Linked DNA regions of Mus musculus: region 1 is linked to region 2. Evidence: chromatin contacts called from public Hi-C data. All regions are on one chromosome and are shown on one strand. Each heading gives the region's core, a stretch centred on a gene start, on an enhancer-like site or on the middle of the called end of the contact. The rest is flanking DNA. Distances are from core to core; before and after follow the strand shown.

Evidence for each region. A called contact is a pair of places that touch in the nucleus more often than the background predicts.
Region 1: a Hi-C map of uterus shows a contact between it and region 2, with 5 times the contacts expected there. The contact joins two enhancer-like sites. A contact is called at or near these places in 2 of 15 datasets of contacts at CTCF or cohesin (the NIH/3T3 cell line and embryonic stem cells), 34 of 484 Hi-C or Micro-C datasets (the HL-1 cell line, MC3T3-E1-derived osteoblasts, adipose-derived mesenchymal stem cells and 16 more), 7 of 115 datasets of contacts at active chromatin or transcription factors (the NIH/3T3 cell line, astrocytes, embryonic stem cells and 1 more) and 1 of 9 other capture datasets (embryonic stem cells).

The regions. Positions count from the first base shown.
Region 1 is chr9:50,168,979-50,173,427 of GRCm38.p6, reverse strand. No RefSeq gene overlaps it. Among named protein-coding and RNA genes, the nearest start is that of 2310003N18Rik, 62 kb to the left of the region's middle. Within about 2 kb of position 1,402, at least 35 of the 459 cell types and tissues checked have an H3K27ac peak or open chromatin away from gene starts, as enhancers often do. A contact at or near this core is called in cerebral cortex and uterus, where this site is marked.
Region 2 is chr9:49,657,052-49,661,751 of GRCm38.p6, reverse strand. All of the region lies in intron 1 of Ncam1 (neural cell adhesion molecule 1), which reads left to right. Among named protein-coding and RNA genes, the nearest start is that of Ncam1, 140 kb to the left of the region's middle. Within about 2 kb of position 3,216, at least 24 of the 459 cell types and tissues checked have an H3K27ac peak or open chromatin away from gene starts, as enhancers often do. A contact at or near this core is called in cerebral cortex and uterus, where this site is marked.

The DNA.
Region 1 (4,449 bases), core at 153-2,652, 510 kb before region 2:
GGCAAGAAGAGACTCAGTACACTGCCTTTCCCCTAGGTCTATCCATAACTACCAGGATGACCTAACTCACCATGGGTTGATCAAGTTCTCATTCAAGTGAAATACTCTCACTTTCTGTAGGAAGTGCTCCTTGTGAGGTGTAAAAGATCCCTCAGTTCAACCTCTCAGACCTGGAGCTATTCCCAAAACTTGAGCATATACAACTTCATCTAGAAGTGCTCAGAAGGGTAATTAAACAGAGCCTTCATTTTCCAGATGAGAGGACTGAGGCTTGGTGTGTGTGTGTGTGTGTGTGTGTGTGTGTGTGTGTGTGTGTGTGTGTGTGTGTGATTAGCTCTACATCCAGCTTTAGATTGAAACTGCACACTTCTAGTGTTGTCTATTTGGTTTATTTCTTAAACTCTTTCTCTGAATATTTATGTATCTACCTTCTGAAGAGACATTGCAAGTGATCTTGAATTCTGCTACATCTGAAGTTCCAGGGTTCACACCCCAGACACTTTTATCCCATCTATAGAAGACTCTTTGTATCTATCTAGTGCCTGGAGGCTGAAACCTGGGGCTTCTTAAATAGTCCAAAGCACAGTTTGTTTGAAAATGGCTACAAGGGCTCTGATCCCCCATTCCCCCTCCAAATAAGGGCTTCTTCTGGTCTTGCCCAAGGACTGCCATGATCCTGTTTATAGCCTCAGTGGGAAACTGGAATTGGTAAGTAAGATTGTTACCCACAGTAAATGGGTAACAGTGATTTTGGTCAGTTGCCAAATAAACTCCCATTGATGTTTCTTCTTCTTCTTCTTCTTCTCCTTCTTCTTCTTCTTCTTCTTCTTCTTCTTCTTCTTCTTCTTCTTCTTCTTCTTCTTCTTCTTCTTCTTCTTCTTCTTCTTCTTCTTCTTCTTCTTCCTCCTCCTCCTCCTCCTCCTCCTCCTCCTCCTCCTCCTCCTCCTCCTTCTTCATTTAATTGATGTCAAAGCATAGACATTGTGCAGGGGAGTCAGGGGAATATCCAAGAGTGACTGATTCTTAATCCTTACCAGTGGGCCATCCTAAGATTTGCAGGGGCCCAATTAAGTATGGCTTCTCTTTAAAATCAATGCACACATCTCCTCCATTAGGAGTTAGTGTGGCAAAGGCCTCCAAATCCACTAGATGGCAGTAGTCGGTTAATCATGTAGGAAGGGGTTGCCTAGAGAAGCAATTCCCAACAGAGCGGCCACGCTCCAGGATTTATAATCAAGTCCAGAATGTCTAAATATAAAGATACTTTCTCCCTTCCTGCATTCCCCAAAGATTACTTTCACTCTTTTTAATTATTATTTAAAAATAACAGCTACTCTGGGCTAGACTACACAAGACTATGGCTGAAAAGAAACAGGGGCATCCAAGCCTGAAGCAATGGCTGGAGAATTCGGGAGTCAGCATAGGTCCAGCTCGATTCAGCTGCCAACTCCTCCTACAAGCAAAAGGTTTCTTCCGAGCTCTTTCTAGCCACCACTCTGCAAGCTTCCAGGCCTTCAAATCAGAGACCTCATCCAGACCATGAGCCCCAAACCACAATTTACCACATAACTACGCTGAGCTCTGAACCAAACCCTAATATTAATTTATGGGACCACAAAGCCATTACAAAGTTACGTTCTATTTTCCTTATAGAAAGAAAGGGAAGAGGGAGGGGGTGAAGGGCAGGGGGGGGGGGGGATAGGAAACGAAGTCATACATAGGAGAGATTTGAACTGAAATCAAATCTGTGTGTTTCCTAGCTAGCGCTCTGGAGCAGGGGCTTCAGGAAGTTCTCTGAATCTGACCTGAACCAAGTGTATATTGCACAGCCCCACTCCCCTGGCTTGAGCCATGGTTCTCTGAAACAACCTTGTTTTCCCTCTGAAGCTGCTTTCAACGCTATCCTGGCCTCCAATACTGGAGTCTCACAGTAGGGTTGTGTGGAATTGACCCTGGAATAGCCTTTTACAGAGACACCCCAACTCTTTTATGAACACTCCTTATTAGGCCATTTTCTTGTTGGTCTTTGTCTTTTCTTTAGCAGCCAAAGAGTCTGGTGGTTGGATCTGAGATTTATGTGGGACACTTGGCTAAAATATAAACAGTGGTTTAGAGAAGGGGAATCTGCTTCGTGTCAAAAGGAAGACTAGGCTTGGGGCCTCCTGGAAAGCTAGTTGGATGCTTATCCACAGAACAACATTTCTGTCACTAAGGATTCTGGCCCAGGCTAGCTGGCTAGGGCCTGGCTGCAGAGCACAGTCAGGTTCATACCATGTGTTAGACCCACCCTTACCTGGGTTAGCAGGGAGGGAGCCCAGCACTCTGTTCATAATCATTTGTGGCCAACAGTGCTTGGCTTTCTGCAAACCAATCACATTGTGTGTGTATGTGTGCACTTCATTTTACCCATTAATTGAGTAACCCCCTGAGGGCCATGAGCAATACAACCAGGTTTTATAAGGTTTGGAGTTCGTACAACTCTGAGGGAAGTGGGACTATAAGAAAATGAAGTCAAGATTCCAAGGATAGTATTAGACAACAATGAAAATATTGATTTAGAATGACACAGACTGAATCGCACTCTTACAGAATGGCTTCTCCAGCCAGGGAAACTGGATCTCTTCTGAATGGAGGTCTTGGGAGGCATACTCTGAGAGTTTCTAGATAAACCGTTCTTCACAGTGCCCTGGTGACGCTGAAGAGGCTCACATCCCTTGTCCAGGGTCAGACTTAATATGGGATCCAATTCAATTGCGAAATCAAAACTTTTGACTCTCATGGTCAAAATTTGCCCTCCCAGCACACAGCACAGAGACTGTGTAGGATTGTGAACTCTAGGGCGGCCTGAGCTACATAGCAAGCCTCTGTGTCAACAATCAAGGGCTCTAGTCATCTTTATCATCTCTTGAGTTGGTGTGTTTCCATTACAGTATAACATCTCCCTTTGTCACCAGACTGCTCCGGGGCTCTAGGGTTACACCTTGGAACAGTGCAAAGCTACTGTTGGTTTGAGTTAAAAAGGAGTTCTTTCCATAGTTGTGAGACCAAGAAGAAGCAAGGTGAAGGTGGAGGGGCTAATTCCCCTGGAGAGAACCCACCTAACTTATCCCAACTCTGATAGGATGCAAGCTCCATTCTTGTTTGTTTGTTTGGGGGTTGTGTCACTCTCTGCTGCCTAGCCTGGCTTTGAAGCTGAAGCAATTCTAGGTATTGGGATTACAGGTTTGCTGCACCATGCCCAGCTGCAAGCTTTGCATTTTTCTGTTGCCCTGAACCCTTGAGGGGTTTGATCTTCAGCAAGAAGATAACTTCCAGGGGGTGGGGAGAGACTCCATGAGAGGATGATAGGTCTTTCTGAGGCAGTGGCCTATCTGGGTCAGTTCTGGGCAAGATCCTGGGGCCTCCGAATGTCTGAATGACCATGTTCAGTTTCATATGGAGGTTTGCCCTTGGAGGCCTTTCCCCTTTCACCTCTGATTGCCCTCCCCCTTAGCACTCTCCTCTCTCTCCTCCCTCCTGCTCCTCTTTGAGCAATGCCCTATTGTTAGTCTTTTGTATCTTAGGGTGAATTTAAGTTATTTAGTTTCCTCCTGCAGGGATGGCAGCAATTCACCATTAAAGGAACAAAGCTCTAACCTTCAAAGGAACAGGAAGTTGGGGAGCTGGTGAGGGAGTCCCTTGAGTTGGAGCACAGGGATGGTGAGACTGCCTACAATTTGGAAATGGTAGGACAGAGGCAGCTACTCCAATGTTTGTAGGGGAAGGGAAAGCAACATTTAAAATGAACCATTGCCCGGCATTGGTCACACACCAGATCCTCAGGTAGATGGTTTCAGAAATACTGTTTGTTCATAGGAATTCTATAAGCTGGGTATACAGCTTTTAATAGATGATGTAGCCAAGGCAAGAGACAGGTACAGAGACACAAATGCAAGGAAAACCATGTTGGGACAACTGCCTAGCTGTACCTGGAACATGGCTGTGCCTTCTCATGAATATATTTTATAGGTCTGCCAAGTATTCAGTATTACACCCATTTTTTTTTTCAGTAGGAAACCTGATACTCAGAGTTGTGAGGTGACTTCCCTAAAGTCCCTGTAACATGCAGTGGCAGGTAGCTTGTAAGTTGTATACTAAGGAAGGGACTGACTTCTGAGGTTTTAGAATAGGACAGAGCTTAGTTCACCCTATTTGTTTTAAACACACAGCAGGGGCAAGGAGAGAGGGGCCAGTAGGTTAACTCCTTAGGAAGGGAGCAAGCAGGTGGAGGGACCACACTCCTTGAATCCCAGACTCATCTATCTCCCTCCTGTCTGCTGCATCCTTGCTCTCTGCTGATGTAAGAAGGCCCAAAGCACAGAAGGTCCCCAGGCTAGCATACAGTTGATCTCTGACAGGAGGGTTTTCATTGTCAGAACAATGTCAGCTATCACCTGACAATTTCCTTTC
Region 2 (4,700 bases), core at 1,967-4,466:
CAACAATGAGGTCTCTGTTGGGTACGCGTTCTTCTTCTCTCCCCTCTGTTTGGGGAGGCTCTGAACAAGGGATATTTGCATGTGCTAGCTGAGAAACAGCTTTTGTTTAAAACAGCTAACAATGGTAGAAACCTGGCCAATCTTTGACTCAGAGATTCTGCCTAGCTAAATGGTAGGACCTCTCCTTCCCATTGCTTCTCTTTCCCTCTTTCTTTAAGTTGTGGGAAATGCCACACAGCATAAAATTTACCCTCAAATCATTCTGAAGTGTGAAGTCAGTGGGGATCTAAATTTAAGAAGGCGCATTCTACTAAGAACACAAAGGACCTCTTCACTCATAAGTTTAAACACACTAATTGTTTTCCATTATTACTTATTATTTTACAAGTAACTTAATACTTTACAAGTAAACAGGTGTATGCAGCAAAAAAAAAAAGAGAGAAAGAGAGAGAGAGGGAGAGGGAGAGGGAGAGAGAGAGAGAGAACCCACAAGGCTTCACATAACAAAGTAGGCTTCCTGAGCCAATATGTGCCCCCATATGATCATGCCCATTGCCTGTGTATGTGATAACGGTTTTGACAAGATCTGTCCAACACTAACTTGGAGCCCTTTGCAGCCCTCCACAGTGCTTAGCTGTAACATGTTATAATAAAGAATCCTTTGTTCAGTGTTTTGTGCTTTTATTGGAGAAGGGTAAGAGATGGTAGACTATTGATAGTACCATAACTTGAAGCCTCCACTCACTCTTCAGAGGGATCTTCCCAACCTTGCAAAGCTGTCTGCAGAAAGAACAGCTGAGCAGACAGGGTGGACTTTACCCTCGGGCCATCCAGTCCATTGGCACCCGTTTTCAAATGACTTCAAGACAAAGCTTCCATCTGCATCAAGTGATAGGATTCATTTTAGGCTTAACGTTGTTTAAGCTCATCGACTGGGCTGGCAAACAGCTTCTGCTTTTCCCGGTGGAGTCAGCCTGTCCAGCATCACTCTGCTCAAAGAGCAAGACCAATCAATAGAGGTATTATTTGCAAAGGTAAAGGAGAAGCTGACCCCAGACAAGGCTAGCAAAGATGCGCAGGCCAAGGTGAGGAGCGTGGTCCTTGCCATGCTGCTAGACGTGAGCTGGTACTGCACAGTGAGACTTTTCCTTAGGCTCTTCATGTGTGCTCTGTGGCTGGTTTGGAAAGGTACCACTAGGTTTGGGAGAGGGGCCAAAAAATCAGGTTAAAATCTAGCGTTACAACAGGAATCTATTTAATAGTGGTATGATTTCTTGTGCAAATATTTCTACAAAACATACCTTTTTAGGAATAGCAAAGATTATATTTCCTTTGCTTGGTGCATTGAAGTGGGCATGCCCTGTAAAAAGAAGCCCATCTCTTCTGCCTCAAGTGTGAACAGAATATGTACACATTGCACATCTTTGTCTCAGCAAATGAGCCTTAATAGTTCATGTGCCAAGAACACATTACAAAATTGGGGAAGAATTAAGTATCTTTTGCTAATGCTCTCTGAACATACTTTAAGGATTTTTTTTCCTTTTTAGTCATCTGCAAAAGCCATTTGAAAATAGCATAAACTCTTATAATTTAGAAAACTGGTGTGTTGTACTGTATATTGTATACTCATATGCAAGTGATTTTCAATATGTCATGCTCTCTCCTATGTAGAGCCATTCAAAAGAGGTTGTGGGAAACGTGGGGTATGACAATTGACACTGTTGTCTTGACTGAATGTAGAACCACCCAAGAAACAAACCTCTGGATGTGTCTGTAAGGGAAATTCTACATTGTGTTAGCTGAGATGGGAAGACCCACCCTGAATATGGTATCATTCCATGGGGCTGGGGTTCTAGACTGAAGAGTACGCAGCACGAAAGGCCATCCCTGTCTCTGCTATCTTTCTGTAGCTGCAATGTGACCAGTTGGGTCCCATCCCACTATGAATCGCTGTGCCCACAGAACCTGTGAGGGAAATAAAACCACCCCTCTCTTAAGCTCCGTTTGTCCCAGTGAGGAGAAAGGCACCATGGGCTTACAGATGTCATCAGTTTGCCATGCTTCCCTTGGCTTTAACCCTAGCATATTCTGAGCTTGCACAGAACACATCCTACCACAATCCCAGCATCCAGCATGTAGAATGGCACCATGCTGACACTTCTGCTTTGAGCCCTATTAGAATGGCTGTGGCAGTGCTAGTGACCCTCCAGAAATTTCTAGGTGAGGATTTTAGGCTTTGGGGGATAATGAAAATTATTGATTTACTTCAAATCTTGATCCAGCTGTATCGAATGAAGATACAGTCATGTACAGCATAAAAATTTAAATTAGCAAACCACCCTCAGGCCCGGCAAAGCCCGTGCCACTTATGAACCCGTGAGACTCAGCTATTAGTTTATAGCTGGAATGGAATATGAAGGCACTGACCTATGAGAGTCAGATAATAATACAAAGTACTTGATGTCTCAAATCAGGTTGGGGGCAGAGTTTCCAATGCCCAGCAACCATAAGTAAGTATTACAGGCAACTCTTTACTCCCCATTGGCTAGATCATTCTGATTGCTTAGACCTGGGGGCAATTAATAGCAATAATTGGAAGAGAGGATATGCCTTAAAATGCATTACTAACTTTTTATTTTTTTTAGTTTGAGTATCATGAGGTTCTGCTGGTATTGCATTTTATCCTTACATAGTCCTCTGTAAATAAGACTTTATCACGTTTTTTTCCATTCAAATCTTGTCTTCCGTGGGGTTTCTTTGTATCACGCTATCGAGGTACACAGCATCTAAAAGTGTGGGGAATCATTTTATGCTGCACTCTCTGAGGGCCTTGAGCATGGGTTCTTCGGGAGTGACTGTGCTGGGGAGGAGTTTTGCTTTTGTTTGGCTGTTATTTCAGCACCAATGGGTAGATGAAGAACCTGAATGAGCTCACACTATTCTCAGGCAGTTACCAATTACACCTATTAAGAAGCCTTTAATGGGAAAGAGTGTCTTGGACTTAGGCGGAAGTTTTAGCTGGGCCAGGTCTCTGATCTGTGGCCTGACAAAAATCTCATTTATAGCCTTTGGTGTTTGTCCGAGTAAGGAGATGGACTTGGGCCAACCCAGGGCCTTTCTGAGGGAAACTGGGCTCTGCGTCCAGCCTGTGGCTGTGGCACAGAGAACGGCAATGAGCTAGACTTGGAGAGGAATCAGGCAGAACCAACCACCAAGTATCAAGAAACACTAACAGGACTGGGGTGTAGCCTAGTGGCAGAATGCTTGTGCAGCAAATGGATAGCCCAACCTCTGACCTCTAGCTATAGCCAATAGGGAAACAGTAGCAGGGGACAGGATGGGAGAGAAGTGCACAGGAAATTCCTCCAGGCACATGGGCAGGTGAGGCGGAAGGACACCCTTGAAGCAGCAAATTCTTTACAAATTGTGACTGACTGAGATCAGAAGGCAAGAAGAAGACTGGGAAGGTGGCTTTCAGTGAAGTGAGTCCTTTCCAAGCACAAGAATCATACATACTTCAATTCTCAGAAGCCCGTAAAAGGCCAAGCATGGGGCTTGCAATTCTAGCATGTGCATTCTAATCCCAGCACTGTGGACGCCAAGACAACAGGATCTCTGGGACTCACAGGCCAGCCAGGCCAGCCTACTTGGTGAGTTCAATGCCTGTAGGAAACCCTATGTCAAAGAGAAAAGCTGTATAACACCCCGAGGAATGACATCACAGGCTGTCATTTAGCACTCACACAGAAATGCATGGCAGGAATGGAGGTCATTTTTGGTGGTTTTCCAAACATGTCACCATTCCCTATTTGTCACCTACAATTCAATAGGTGCCCTGGTGACAGAAACATGGCCACGAATTGTTATTTACATCTGTGTTCTTACTTTTCCTATAGTCTTCATCTTGGTTGTTCTTTAACAAGCGTTGTTTCATTATCCCAGGGAAATACTTAGGGAACATGTGTGAACAGCTCATTATTGTAAATTCTTATCACTCATTTTCTAAACATACTTTGTCAAGGGAGAAAAACAACAAACACAGGAATGTAGGAAAGTGCTATCGAAACTTTGAGCAACTAAACAATTCTGTGATTTAGAGTTAATAAAGACAGCTCTGTCCTGAGAAGCCCTGCTTTGTCTTGTTCCCTTCCATTCTTTTCGATGATTTTTTAAATGATGATCATTTGGAAGTGTTTGGAAGAAGTAATTAGTTATTTGATCTTGGAATCCTGATAAAATATGCTGCAGATTTGAGAATCAGAAGCCACAGGGTCACATTCTTCCAGAATTATGTATAAAGGAAAAGATATTTTAAAAAAAAAATCAGACATCTCCATTTCTCTTGACCTGCTACTACCCCCTAAGAACAAATCTAAGTTCTTTCACAGGGATCTGGCAAGCTCTGGTTCTTTCCCTCTCTGCCATCTCTCCCTGTTCTCCTCTTCTCTTACTTGTCTCCGGTCACATGCACATACTTTCCAAGTCCATAGATATTTCTGACTCTTTCGTTTTGGAAGACATTTGTGCTTTTTTCCCTCCCTCTTTGAAATTCTCTTTTCCAGCTCGACATGACTAGGGGTCTCCACTGGACTAAAATGTCCGTCTTGAAGAGGGCTCCCTCCAGGGCGTCTCTTGCTCCTTCTCTTCATAGACTGGACATATTCTCTATAACACACATGGTCTCCCATTTCTGTATCTCT